Linked DNA regions of Hordeum vulgare: region 1 is linked to region 2. Evidence: chromatin contacts called from public Hi-C data. All regions are on one chromosome and are shown on one strand. Each heading gives the region's core, a stretch centred on a gene start, on an enhancer-like site or on the middle of the called end of the contact. The rest is flanking DNA. Distances are from core to core; before and after follow the strand shown.

Region 1 (7,372 bases), core at 679-3,178, 140 kb after region 2:
TCGAGTCCGTGATCATGGAGACCGCATTCTTCAAAGGTTTGGAAACATCAATTCTAGCCCACACACGGTGGAAATTTTCGACGAAGTCGTGTGAGGGTGGCTCAGCAAAAAGGACTTCACCCACCTTAGCAGCAAGAGGTTTTACAAGATGAGCATATAACTCTAGTACATCATGAATGTGTATCCAAACTTCAACTGTGTCTAGCTTAATTGTTGTTGGTTTGGTTACTCCATCATATGGCTTTAGAATTACCGCATCTCCATGGAAGTGCCATGGCCCATCTTGCATGACCCTCTACCAATATCCCAAGCACGAAAACTGCACGGTGTATAGATTCGCATCTAATGGACGGAACTTCACCTCCTAAGCTAGATCCCGAGCTGCCATCATATTCCGAAAAAACAAAGTTTGGTGTACGTTTTCTCCGTATGAACCTGGAACTTCACCTCCTGAGCTAGATCCCAAGCTGCCCCGGAGATGGAGGTTCGTTGGGTTTGCTCTGGCCAAGGTTCAGATGATGCGCTAGTGAATCACATTAGTTTAAAAAGGCGATAAGGTAGAAAATGATGAGTCTAATAAAATCACGTGTATAAACAGTAGACCATGGATGAAGAGATGGGGCGTTCAATTTCATACGATCGCGTGGGTCTCGTGCGTCCGGCGTAGAGTTCGGCCGACGCGCTGGGCCGAAACATTTTCATTCAGCCAAACAAACCTTACCGAGCCTGCTGCACACAACAACATAACAAAAACAAAAGAGAAAAGATAACGCCCACACGTGTGGGCGTTTGCAAACCGCACACACGCATGAATCTACGTCCGTTTGTGGTTTGCACTAATCTTGACGTTTTTTGGCAGGTTTTCCGTGCCACGTAGGAAGGGGCTGGTGTGTGGGCGTTAAGGCGTTCGCCCACACGCGTGTTTCGCGCACGTCCACACGCGGCTGCCAACCCGACGTATGGTGGAACTGACGCCGCGCCCACACGCCTGCATGCGTGTCAGTTTGCCATGTCTTCCAGGTGTTACATTATAACAGAGTGGAACTGTCGTGCCCGCATGCGTGTCAGTTGCCATGTCTTCCCCATGGCAGCTGAGTGGAACTGCCATGCCCGCATGTCTGTCAGTTGCCATGTCTTCCTCATCAGTGGCGGAGCTAGACAAAAATGGATGGGGGGGAGGGGCAAAACTTAAAATACAAGGGTTTGGGGGGGGGCAAAAGCTTAAAAAAATCTCATCTAAGCCCTCACATATTTTTTTCTTCACAAATTGGTTCAATGTTGGGGGCCACATCCCCCCAAGACACTACATAGCTCCACCGTTGTTCCTCATAGCAAGTGAGTGGAACTGTTGCGCCCGCATTTCTGTCAGTTGACATGTCTTCCCAGTGTTACATGGCAACTGAGTGGAACTCGTCGTATTCGCATGCTTCTCAGTTGCCATGTCTTCTTTGTGTTACATGATAATTGAGTGGAACCGACCGTGCCCGCATGCTGTCAGTTGTCATGTCTTTCCAGTATTACATGGCAACTGAGTGAAACTGTCACGCGGGGGCATGCGGGGCCGTAAGGTGGCAGGCCAGATGTATGTGTCACGAGGTAGAAGGCCGGACGTGTGGACGTTAACTGTTTCATTCACACGCAAACATATGGATTATTTTCCTTACACATCACACAAAACATGTAGACAACGCTTGTTAACGATTACACGTGTGGGTGTTATGAGGAGCACCCAAACGAAATCAATAGGAAGGTAGAGAACCCAGCTACAACTCTCCCACTTCTGTGGGCCGCAAAATTCTTTCGTGGAAAACAAGCGAAGGGCCGGACGGAGAAGCAACAAGACACGGCAGGGAGAGGAACACCGAGCCCCCACTCCACCCCGTACCGGCGAGAAGAAAAGAAAGGATCCGATCCGCCGGATCGAAGCGCAACTACCGTCTCTACGTCTCGTCTCACCCCTATCCGTTTCCTCCGTTTCACACTCTCCACCCTCACCCCCTTTCCCTTCCCCTTCCTTGGTATAAGTCCTCCCTTGCTATTTCCGCCTCACATCCGACCACAAATCCCCACCCCAGGACCAGTAGCAGCCATGACGACCTCCGCCGTCGCCAACCTAGCCGGCGCCTCCCCGCTGCCTGCCTTCGCGCCGAGGCCCAGGTCCAGGCCCAACTCCGCCAGCCCGGGCCCGTACGGGCCCGCGCCGCGCCGGCTCGCCGTCGCTGCCCCGCCGCGGGCCTTCTTCTCCTCGGCGCCTTACCAGCCGCCGGAGCCGGAGGGCTACTCCTCCGTCCGGGAGTACGGCCTCGTGCCCATGGTCGTCGAGACCACCTCCCGCGGGGAGCGGGCCTACGACATCTTCTCCCGCCTGCTCAAGGAGCGGATCGTATGCATCCACGGGCCCATCGCCGACGAGACGGCGTCCCTCGTCGTCGCGCAGCTGCTCTTCCTCGAGTCCGAGAACCCGCTTAAGCCCATCAGCCTCTACATCAACTCCCCCGGGGGCGTCGTCACCGCGGGGCTCGCCATCTACGACACCATGCAGTACATCCGCTGCCCCGTCAACACCATCTGCATCGGCCAGGCCGCCTCCATGGGGTCGCTCCTGCTCGCCGCCGGCGCGCGCGGGGAGAGGCGGGCGCTGCCCAACGCCAGGGTCATGATCCACCAGCCCTCCGGCGGGGCGCAGGGACAGGCCACCGACATCGCCATCCAGGCCAAGGAGATCCTCAAGCTGCGCGACCGCCTCAACAAGATCTACGCCAAGCACACGGGCCAGAACATCGACAAGATCGAGCAGTGCATGGAGCGTGACCTTTTCATGGACCCCGAGGAAGCGCGCGAATGGGGGCTTATAGACGAGGTCATCGAGAACCGCCCGGCCTCCCTCATGCCTGAGGGCCTCAGTGCCGTTGACCCGCCTCACCACGGTGGGGGCGGCGGCCCCAACGGCCGTGGCAGGGACAGGGATATGGAGGAGCCCTCGGCGGTATGAGGGGTGGCCAGGCCACAAAGGTGAAACCTTTTTCTGAGTCCGGTGGCTATGTTGTTTGTTGTTAGATCTAAGTTTTGATGATTCCTAATACAACAGGTCAACTTGGTATCTCCTCCCTGTTGTTTCAATTGCCTGAACTGAGCTATTGCTGGTATTTATTGCAACTCGTAAAAGGGATTTCATTCCTTTGATACTGATATAAATTGATAGCGTGTTGAATGTCCGTTATACGATCAATTTCAGGTCACAACATCAAAAACATGTTGTTCCTTTTAACGCATGAGATTTTCTTTGTTTTCTGTCAACAACCAATTAGTGTTATGACGATGTTTTCTTTATATGTAGTATATGATGTACTTAGAAATCCATCGTTTGTCATTCTTTTCCTTTCTGTTTAGGCTAACCAGCATACAACATCACTATGGCATTGTCCAATGTTTTTGTTCTCTATAAGGTTAATTTCCAGAATCACTCAAGCCAAGAGGCCTTAGCAGAAGTGTAGTTCATTATGTAGAGTTACTTACTTTCACTGTTATTAGGAGCACAATGTTTAGAGATGGCTGGGTTAACCAACTTCGAAGAATTGTTTAGCATGTCTAGAAGTGTCAATATTTGGTCAACCATTAAGCTATACAATTTGGAGGTAGAATTCTAAGTACATTATGTGGTGTTGAGTTAGTTCAGATACAAGCTATGTGATTCATCAGGCGCTTCAGCCTTGAGCTATCATGGGTCATGAGGCATGGGTGTACAAATGCAAACCCATTATTTGTGCAAAAAACGTTGACTATCCATGTATAATAAACATATATGCATGAAATAAACTGAAAACTCTAGTAAACTTGTGATTTTTAGTGAAATATGCACACCCATTAGCTGGTGGCTAGCTCTGCCACTGTCATGAGGTCTAACATTGTAACGCGAGGATGTGTTGGACAGTTGTCAGTTTACCATTCAGTAATCTTGACCAAGAACACTGGCAGCACTTTATTAATACATATCTGCTCAACGATGATGCAGGCTTGCAGTATATACCTATGAACGAGACCAAGTTCCATACCTAGAAACAGTGTTCTAAAGAGTAATGCCTGTGCAGCCACCCAACTTAGGCACCCTGTCATGTTGCGATTTTGCCTGTAGGTAGTGATATACTCCCTCTGTCCCAAAATAACTGCCTCAACTTTGTACTAGATCTAGTTTAAAGTTGTACCAAGTTTAAGACACTTATTTTGGGACGGAGGGAGTAGTAATTACAAAAGTGCAGCTTTCATAATTTAATTGCTCTCCTTGATGAATTGGATTGGATATAGTGGAATATGCATTTTAGAGGTTTGCTCTCTTGTAAAGTGAGGTATTTGTCAGCTCTGTTTGTCAAACCAGGGTATTCACTTTTTTCTATTCAAAATAGGCAGTTTGCAGTAGTATATCTTCACTTGGCTGAACCGATCATACGGAGTACTAGTACCTAGTGTTGTCGATAACATTATACAGTGGGATGTCTCTGGAATTTATTGTTGCCTGAGTCTCCCTCGTCCTCCTCTTTCCCGGTGGGCTGGGAACTAAGATTCTCACACGAGCTTCTACAGGCAAATGAACAAACATGTTGAGTGCACACTACATTGGAAATACACGAATCAGTGGAATGCAACGGAAACAGACGCAAGAACTCGGAGCGCCTTTTTGGTATTTTCTGGGTTTAGTGAAGCAGCCTAACATACCTTTTTGGTATTTTCTGGGGTTAATGAAATAACACAAGGTTATCGAGGAACTACCTCAATGTGATGCGCTATATATGGGGTGATATGACAGCAAAAGTTCAATCCAAAACTCCCAAAGCACATCAAAAGTTCAAGCCAATACTCCCAAAGCACAAGATGCAGTCCAAGATCTTAGATAATATGGGGTATATGGTCTGATTTAAAAACTAGAGGTGAGGATCTTTATAAGGCTTTTGGTAAGAGCATCTCTAGCATATCCTGGAATAGTGGTCAAATCCAGAAAGTTGAGTTTTGGTTGAGAAAAGAAGAACTGAATAGATCCCGTAAAATGGGATAAACCATTTTTTTCTAGGTCCTTGGTTATTATCACCTACACCGGTGTTGAACTTTGATTCTCAGGAGGTTTGATACTGACCGATTTCACACATCATGGCTTGTTCGAGTACCTTCATGACCAAGCTCTCCCATGGGAGCGCCTTCATGGGAGGAGGCGGGAGAGGTCAGACGATGGCCCGAGCTGGCTAGAAGTGGTCATGCTCGCAGCCCATGGAAGCACGTCCATGGCCAAGCTCCCTGGTGGAAGCACCTTTGCTTTATTTTTTTGAGAAATCGGAAGCACCTCCACTGGTTGAGGCAGGGGAGGCGATGGGAGCTCATTTCGAATGTAAAGACAAACTCAATGGGGACGATAGAAAAGAATTGGGCCTCGGTTTGATACTGATTGATTTCACACATCATGGCTTGTTCGATTACCTTCATGGCCAAGCTCTCCCATGGGAGGGCCTTCATGGGAGGAGGCGGGAGAGGTCAGACGATGGCTCGAGCTGGCTAGAAATGGTCATGCTCGCAGCCCCATGGAAGCACCTCCATGGCCAAGCTCACCGGTGGAAGTGCCTTCGCTTTATTTTTTTGAGAAATCGGAAACACCTCCAATGGTTGAGGCAGGGGAGGCCAGGCGAGGGCCCAAGCCGGGCAGATGCGGTGATGGGAGCTCATTTCGAATGTAAAAACAAACTCAATGGAGACGATGGAAAAGAATTGGGCCTCGGGTTATCTTTCATAGAGCGCTTCTTCTCATAATAGAGAAGAGAAATGGGCCTCTGCTTATCTTCATCCAACGTAGTAGAGAGTCAATCCACAACATCGTTGGATATATCCATGTCGCTTGAAAAATATTTCACATAAATATTGTTATTTGTCTTTATCATAAAATATTTTACATACGCATTGTCATTTGTCTTTATCATACTAGAGAATGGAAGATACCTTTGATACATGGCCTTCCCTTTAACACCTAATGATGGTATTTCTTTTTGGAGATAAATCATCACTTATCACGAACTTGGATGATTTCACGCTCTTTAAGCAGCCAGTGAGTTATTTATATTCCTGATTTTACGCTTTCAAAACACCATTCATGTTTTTTTAATAATCTCGTGTAGTTATCAGCAAATGACAATTATGATTTTGAGTTTTCCCTTGATTGGAGCTTAACCAAATCTACCACATGTGTTCCTTGATTGGAGCTTAACCAAATCTACCACATGTGTTGAAACACGCCTCTGGGTTAACGTCAGCGTTGTGCTGCCCAACATGACTAGTAAGATCATTTGAATGGAGCTCTCTAATCAGTTTGTCACTTACATAACTTTTTGGAATGCACTAACCAGTTTGTCATGTAGAAACCTTTTTGGAATGCACAAACGATCACTTTTGAAGAGATAGCCATCTTGCACCAAATATTCATCACCTAATGGCTAGCCTATTGACATGATCGAAGTCTTCATCGTTCTCATATAATTCCTTTATTCGATCCATGCCTGAAAGTTCGGCCTGAAAATAAGTCAAGAGAAATGCACGACGACTCAAAACATCAACTACTCAATTAGTTGCTTTATATTTATGCACAGTGAGGTAGTTAAACCTTTCCAAATATGTGGCCCATCTTGCTAGCATGCTACCAATGTGCTTTTGATTTCTAAGATGCTTGAGGAATTGGTAGCCAGTATAAACGATAAACTTTTTAGGTAGCAAATAGACTTCCCAAGTTTTGAAAACTCGGAAAACCGCATGCAATTCTTGTTGTTAAGTACTCATTATGTATAGTTCCACTTACCTTCTCATTCAAGAAATCAATATGTTTCCTTTCTTCGGATGGTTACTCCACTTGCATCACACTCTAACTCAAAAGTCTTGTTGAAATCAGGTTGCACCAAGACATGAGCTTGTCTCAGTTTTTGCTTAATCTCATTGAAACTAGCCTTTAGCCACTTTTGTCCATTGGAACTTTTGTTTCTTCAAACACTCGGCAATTGATGCCATGATAGCGTTGGATTGTTCACAAATCATCTATAGAAAGTTGCAAGGTCATGAAAACTTATTACCTCATAAATGGTCTTTGAGTTGGTTTTTTGATGATTACTTCAACCTTAGAATCATCAATATGAATGCCTTCACATGTTATGAAATATCCTATAAAAGATGTGTTTGTAGGAAAACATATTTCTTCAAGTTGACGTAGAGCTCATTTTCCAAGAGAACTGTGAGCATCTTCCAAATTTGACCAAAGGGTTCATCATCATCTTTGCTATAGATCAAGAGGTCATTAAATATAAACCACAAATGAGTGGGATAAGAAGGGTCAAATAACTTGACCCATCAA
Region 2 (7,328 bases), core at 2,115-4,614:
TATGCATACACACGAGAAGAGTGTCAAGTAGTATACCATCCTCGAACGGATCAAGTGAGCACGTGTAAAGAAGATGATTCATCTTTATGTATGTTAAGTAGATGTGGTACGTGTTAGTCGTTAATTGGACTTTTGTCATGATGATGTTTGTAGGATGCTCCGCATCAATAGGTACTCGTACCTACGACGATGCCGACGCGGATGCGGACACCCGAATCGAAGGTATGAGGCTCATGTTGTGAGAGGCAGCGGGCAAGGGAGTGGGCGGTGACGGCGGATGCGCCGGCCTCCCGTTGGTTTGACGTGAGTGCGCTGATATATCCGACCAACTCCTCGCGCAAGCCCTTCATCGTTTTCTCACCATGGCACAGACCAATGAGTGGCGTATTTGCCACAAGAACGTCGTGGCGCTCCAGCTCGCCATCAAGCAGTCTGAGCGGTAGGCGAAGGCAGCGGCAAAACCAATGCTACCCAGCTTGCCAAGGCGTAGGAGCGCTTTGTCCGAAGGATGCGCAGTGTCATTTCGTCCTCTCACGACTCCAAGCTCTCCGATGGCTCAATTACTTGTAAACACGAAGCTCATTTGGTTCATAGGATACAAATATAATAGGAATAGAAAATTCATAGAAATTGAGGTGACATACATTTCGATCCTATGAAAAAGAGACGCCATTTGATGTGTATGATACGATTTTTTAATTAAATCTAGGCTAATATTTATTTATTTTTAAATGTGAAGGGTAGATTCATATCTTAGCAGGATTAGAAATTTAAATCCTACAAACGAAAGGGCTCCATGGTTTCTTCTAAGGGCATCTCCAACGACAACTTTAAAATTTCTTCCCGCATCCGTCCGTGAATAAGGGGGGCCAATCCACGTACAGAATGCGGGAGGGCGACATCCAACCGTAGCCACATACATTTTGACAACAAGTCAAATCAATCAGACAAAAATCGTGAAAACACGACCGGATTTCGTGCAAACATGACGAATTTCATACAAACATGGTGAATTTCATTATATTTCAAACATTTAGAACGGAAAAAGACCCGTCCCTAAACCTATCCTACGACGGCGACGCCCTGCGTCCAAGCCCGTGTCGTCCTTCATCCACCATCTCCATGAGCACCGGCGATAAGGCCGAGGAAGTGAATGTGTGGTCTTTGGCGAGGAAGAGTACAATACGGGAGATGAACTGGCCCACATGTGCCACAATGCCATGCCGCCTCCCATGCCCTACTCATCCTCGGAGGAGTCTGCGGCTTGTCCATCACCGGTGGACGTGAGGTCCACGAGGGAAATGGTGGCACCTTGGCTATCATCGTCACACCGAGACGCATGATGGTTCGTCGACAGCGAGTAGGAGGCGCACCTTACGTTGTTCTCCTCCGCGATCGTGCAACTGCATCTCCACGGTGGCTGCTTCCTAGCGAGCGGCGGCTTGAGCGTGGATGGAATCATCGATGGCACGCTTCTTCGCGATGAAGTTCGGGTTCGTCACGATCATGTCCGCCGCTCCTAGCTCGCGCGCTCGCCCTCGATCTAACCCAATGTGAGTCGATGTTGCTCCATCACCCGCTCTAACGTCGATGTACGCGTTGGTGTAGGCTGCCCCTCCATCATGGCGGCGTTGTAGTGCGCCTACGGTTGCGCCATGGTCTAGCCGGAGTGCATAGGAGATACGGGAGCCGGGACGGTGTCATCGGAGCCCGTCTGCATCGTGGTGTCGTCCTCGTCTTCGTCACAGACCTCGGGCGAGCTGTCCGGCAAGATGGCCTCGATCCGTCTGGCATGATGGCTCTGCCAGGCGGCGGCAAGGGCTGCCACCTCCTGCTACATCTCCGGGGAATGGTTGTCCCACATAGCATCACCGCTTGTAGTCATTGTGCATGTGGTGCAAGGGAGGAAAATGTGAAGAGAATGTGGAGCACATGTGTTGTGTTGTGAAGATAGCTGGTCCTTTAATAGGGTATTTCGGTGAGGCCATTCATCAATGCGGGACGCCGGAGTGGGTGTTTCAGCCGACGAGCCTGGTTAATGACGACGTAAGGATAGACGGGGCATTGAACGGGCATGATAGATATCTGTCCCGTTCCGTTCCGGCTTGTCACATGTATCCAGCATTGAACAGATGCGGACACCGAAAACGCATCGCGAATGATGCCCTCCACCAGCGAGCCGTTTCAATATCGACGTCAATAAGAGGTCGCTTCCGTGCTATCGTTCTTAAATGAGAAAGTTTACGGGTCCAATTTAAAGATGGGATAATTAGATTTATGCCCCTAGTTTTGTCCCACTCAATTGTTTTACCCCTAATTTTCAAAAGTCACCAGTCCTGTCCAAGTCACTTCGCTTCTCTTATGCTTTTGCACCGTTTGACCATCAGTTTGAAAACTTTATAACTAATTCATACTAAATCAGAAAAATGCAAATAAGATACCAAAATGTTCGGAAAAACATCACATATATGTCATTGTCATTTGCATTCATGACAAAGGTGTTGAAAAATGCCCATCCGAATTTTAGCTCTTATGATACCATAATGAATAGTAAAATATAAAAAATATCAAAAAATTCTAAAAAATATTTGATGGCAAAGAATGACAAATGTTTTAAGTGCTTGCCAAGTTTCATCAAGGAACGACATTCGTGAAAGTCATGTCAAAAAACAATTTATTTGGAGTGCTGATTGTTTCTTTTGCCACGACTTTCACGAATGTCATCCGCTGATGAAACTTGGCAAACATTTAAAATATTTGTCATTCTTTGCCACCAACTTTTCTTAAAAAAATCAAAAAATTTATATTTTACTATTCATGATGGTATCATAAGACCTAAAATTCGGATGGACACTTTACAACACCTTTGTCATAAATGCAAATGACACTGACATACAGATGATGTTTTTTTCGAACATTTTGATATCTTATTTGCATTTTTGTGATTTAGTATGAATTACTTATGAAGTTTTCAAACTGATGATCAAACAGTCAAAGGACAAAAGCATAAAAGGAATGAAATGACTTGACCAGAACCAATGACTTTTAAAAATTAGGAGTAAAACAATCAAGTATAACATAACTAGGAGCATAAATCGAATTATCCCTTTAAAGATACACTAAAGAAACCTAGAAAGAAAGAAGGCATAAACGTGCGCTGTGAGCCTGGGACGACGGCGACCTCGACCGTCACGGACAGCAGAAAAACGTAGACAACTGCCAACTGAGCGTTCCTCCGCGGATGAGTCTCTCAAACACGCGTACGTGACTACGTGCACGTCGCACAGCCGCCACTGCGGCTTCCACGGCGGGAGGTGCTGTTCCCACGGCCGACCTGGACCTGTCTCAGCCGTTGCACGATGCGGTAGTCATAGCTAATACTGGTGCGGTGTTAGATTGAGACACGTATTTGGATGCAGTTTTTAACGGACTACGATGGTTGCTTCACCACTCGTTCCGTCCGTGTGCCCGTCTTCCTGTGTAGAGAAACGCCAAGGCCCATCCCCTTCAGCCAAGCCGAGTACTAGTAGCGCCGGCGCCTGCCGAAAGATTCGGCCAGTCGGTCTGAGCAGTTAGCAACTCCAACGCAGCTATACAAATCGCTCGTCTGCGTTTGTTTCGGTTGATCCGGATAAAAGTGCGCACGTTCCCTCGGCGTTCCTCGCCGTTCTGCATGTCAGCCGCACAACTACCACCCGTGGTCATTTTTCTAACGACCACCAACATAGGGCCCACGTGGCAGTGTGCAGAAGGGCCGCATGCCCGTCCTTTTTAATGCACGCGTGCGGCGGAGCCGGCCTCATCCACAACCACCGTCCATGTCTAGCCACCTTTGCTCCCTCGTCGGCGACCAGGAAACCCTAGCCAGCGAGCCATGGGATTCTTCAACGGTGAGGGAGGGAAGAAGGGAGGTTTAGCATCGGAGCGAGCTCTTCCTGCGGGCACCCTACTACGTCGCCGTCGGCTAGGCACGACACTCCACCGCGGGAGCAGGAGCGACTGTACATCCGAGTCCACCAGGCGCAGTGGCACTGGCAGTACCGCCAACCCTTGTCATATCCACATGTGAACTTGCCGTACGACTGACATCTGGACCCGCATCGCATCCCCATCCCGGTGGCACCGCGGTCCGCGTGGGTGCACGCTGAGGAGATTCGCCGGCGCCATGAGCTCCTCACGCCGGAGCAGCATGACATGCGTGACTGGCCAGACTCCCCCAATTGGGAGCGCTAGTTTCCGCTAGAGCACGAGGAGGAGCGCCGCCTCGATGTCCACATCAACCACGACCTTCCACCGCAGCCCCTACAGGTACAACCGAAGGAAGAGGACGCGGAGGCGGAGTACCAATCACCCTCGAGGAGGTCGTGCAACACTCGCTAGAGGCGAACCGACTCGAGGAGGACGCCCATTGGGATGGGCTGGAGCAAGCCCTAGCTTTGTGTGCGGCGGGGAACTCCATCGAGGCGCCCCTGTTTGAGCTGCCACCTCTGTCGGCGCCGCCCCTCGTCTAGCCCAAGGCCGAGCCAGAGCGCGAGCCAACTCCCACGCGCAAGCGGTCACCACTGCCCTCACTTGGTCGGAGGAGTCCTATTCGTGGACGAGACAGCTCCACAAGTGGGTGAGCGCGCCTCCCTGCCACTACGCTGCCATGCCGAAAGAAGAGGCGCCCCACCTTGAGCGCTGGAAGGCGCATTGGCTCGCCGAGGAGGGGGCCCACGGCGAGCGGCAGATGTGATATGAGAAGATGTTGTGTCGCAACGAGGAGGTTCTGCGACTTGAGGAGGAGGAGGAGAAGCGTGCCCGCCTCGCCGCTATGCCGCTACCGAAGCACACGCCGGAGGAGGCTGCCCTGGCGTCCTATCATGTCGCGTTTGGGTGGGCTGGACCTCCCTCCCGTCTTCATTGACCTCATCGATGATGGCGACGGCGACACGAAGGGTAAAGGCAAGGGCAAGGCGGTTTACTAGGGCAGCGTGCGAGCGTTTATTAGAGTTTTTAATTTTGTATTTATGTATAATTATGCTTAATTCGTCAGTTTTGGCCACGTCCACATAAATAGGCCCGCCTCCCGTTGGACGCACGTGCCAACCCAAATGAAAAAGCAGACACGCACGTCTGCCTCGCCGACCCAAAAGGATAAAAAGCAGACAAAGCGCGCGTCCGTTTGGGTCAGTGCGTTCGAGTTGCTCTTACAGCCGCACGATCATCCTTTTCCCCACAAAGAGGAGAAAAAGCCACGTCGGCTACCATCGCATGCAGTTGTGGTCCTCGTCGGACGCCAGCCAGCTCATCGGCCGTCTTCGCCTGCTTGCCTCGCCGATGTATCAACCTTCATCGTGGTCATGCATGCAGGCTCGTCGGCACGCTCGGTGCGGCACCCCCTGGCATGGTCCCAACACCTCAATCGTGGAAGCACTTGTGCACTACGGTGTGAAGATCCGAAAAATAAAAAATAGTACGCGACGGAGCGTTTCTGGAGGTAGGAGATGATGAGCTAGTATTTTTAGACAAACTCCGAGGCTTTTTATTCAATCGTCATAATGTTTACGGGGACAAAATCAAGACCATAGGGCTGACCTAACCAAACATGGCGGCCAACCCCTAGACTCATAACTAATATTACACAAATTAAAAAGAGATTAACGATGTATGATTTCATGTTGAATCGCTCCATACACAGCCGGGTTGTTCTAGCTGATGTCTTCCATGACCACTTTGCAATCCGAAGCAACCTGAATTTTCTTCTCATAAAGATCATCTGCTAAGGAAAGAGCTTATGTGATTGCTAGTGATTCTAGCATGGCCGGATCAGAGATTGTAGGAAACACCAACGCACACGTCCTAAGGAAACTCCAGCCTCTATTCCTGCAAACAGCCCCAATAGCTCCGTAAGAGCCCCCTGTCCCTACAGCAGCGTCCACATTGATTTTTACAAGACTTGGTGGCGGAGCAATCCAGCGTGCCAGCCTGTCGAAGGATGCAGGTTGCGGTAGTTCTGGAGTTGGCTTGATGTGTCTGAGCTCATTCAGATAAGACTGCATGAAGCTATTAATCGCTCCTGGGCTCTTGTATATATTTTCATAAATTGCCTTTCGCCGAGATCCCCATAAAGTTCACAGGGTAACCACGAAAGTGGTGAACTCATCTGCAGGTAACTTCTTATGCATGAAAAAGAGCCATCTCTTAGCATCATCATTGATATTAGCAGTGAGCTGATCAATAATTGATTCATGTGCCAAAGCCCAAGTGTTCCTCGAGACTGGATAGTCTAACATTGCATGTCGCCATGTATGCTTTGTACCACAAAAATGACATGCACTGGTTGTGGAGATATACCGGTGGTGCAAAAGACCCATAGTAGGTATTGAGTGTTGCGCCAAACGCCACAAGAAGGATTTCAGTTTGGATGGCACCGTGATTTTCCACAGGTTTGCACATTCTATGTTGCCACAATTAGTGTAGGAGGATCCTTCCTCACCATATAGCCATGCTTCTCTGTTCAGCTTAGTCCTTTGAATCATTCCGTATGCACTCGGAACTGTGAATATAAATGTCGGCACCCCGATCCTAAGCCATAGGAATCCAGCCTGTGACACATCGCATCTCTTTGCGGTCTTACGCACGGTTATCCCCATGGTTGCAGCCTCACCTTACCCGGGACCGTTTGCGCCTTTTGAGTCGTGTATGCAATTGTGTTGCTAGCAATCCAATGTAAAAGAATCTGGATCGACATGTCTAGTCATAAACTCAAGCGGCAGTTCCGTACAGGGACATGCATACATGACCCAGCAAAGCAGGTGTCGATCATCAGCGAATGTAGACGAGTCGTAGCAAGCTACAAGGACTCCGTTACATACGCGTGACATTTCCCAAAGGGACAAACACAACAGCTAAGAAGGACACATGCCGGTCAACCAATGTGTTCGGAGCAGTAGCGAACTACCATGGCTCGATGGAATCACAAAGGGCATTTCCCTGTAAGGAGTGCTACTAAGGCATACGACTAGGTATTCGAACCCCATACATATCAAGTACAACACACGTACGCATGGCATACCGATATGTATAGATACAACGATGGCATCACAACATAACCATAAACATACAAACTTTATTTAGAAGGCTCGGAAAAGCCTCACACATAATATTACACAGATAGGGGTCTCACGACCCATCATCACAAGTCATACACACAAGTCTTACAAGCCAGCGGAAGATTAAAACGGTCTGAGTACAGACAGATGGAAAGATAAAGGCACATGGCCTGACTATCTACAGACCCAACCTAGAGCCAGATCGTAGCTGGGACACCAGCTACTCGTCGTCGT

Evidence for each region. Hi-C and Micro-C count contacts between places; a contact is called where the count stands out from the background.
Region 1: a Hi-C map of seedling shows a contact between it and region 2, with 2.7 times the contacts expected there. The contact joins the promoter of LOC123401768 here to the enhancer-like site in region 2. A contact is called at or near these places in 3 of 6 Hi-C or Micro-C datasets (leaf and seedling) and 1 of 1 datasets of contacts at active chromatin or transcription factors (embryo).

Annotation. Positions count from the first base shown.
Region 1 is chr6H:385,694,470-385,701,841 of MorexV3_pseudomolecules_assembly, forward strand. It overlaps LOC123401768 (ATP-dependent Clp protease proteolytic subunit-like), which reads left to right and starts at 1,929. Exons shown (of 2, transcript XM_045095622.1): 1 at 1,929-3,012; 2 at 4,579-5,922. The coding sequence starts at 2,090. The coding sequence ends at 2,992.
Region 2 is chr6H:385,557,372-385,564,699 of MorexV3_pseudomolecules_assembly, forward strand. No RefSeq gene overlaps it. Among protein-coding and RNA genes, the nearest start is that of LOC123401768, 140 kb to the right of the region's middle. Within about 2 kb of position 3,365, at least 3 of the 3 cell types and tissues checked have open chromatin away from gene starts, as enhancers often do. A contact at or near this core is called in leaf and seedling, where this site is marked.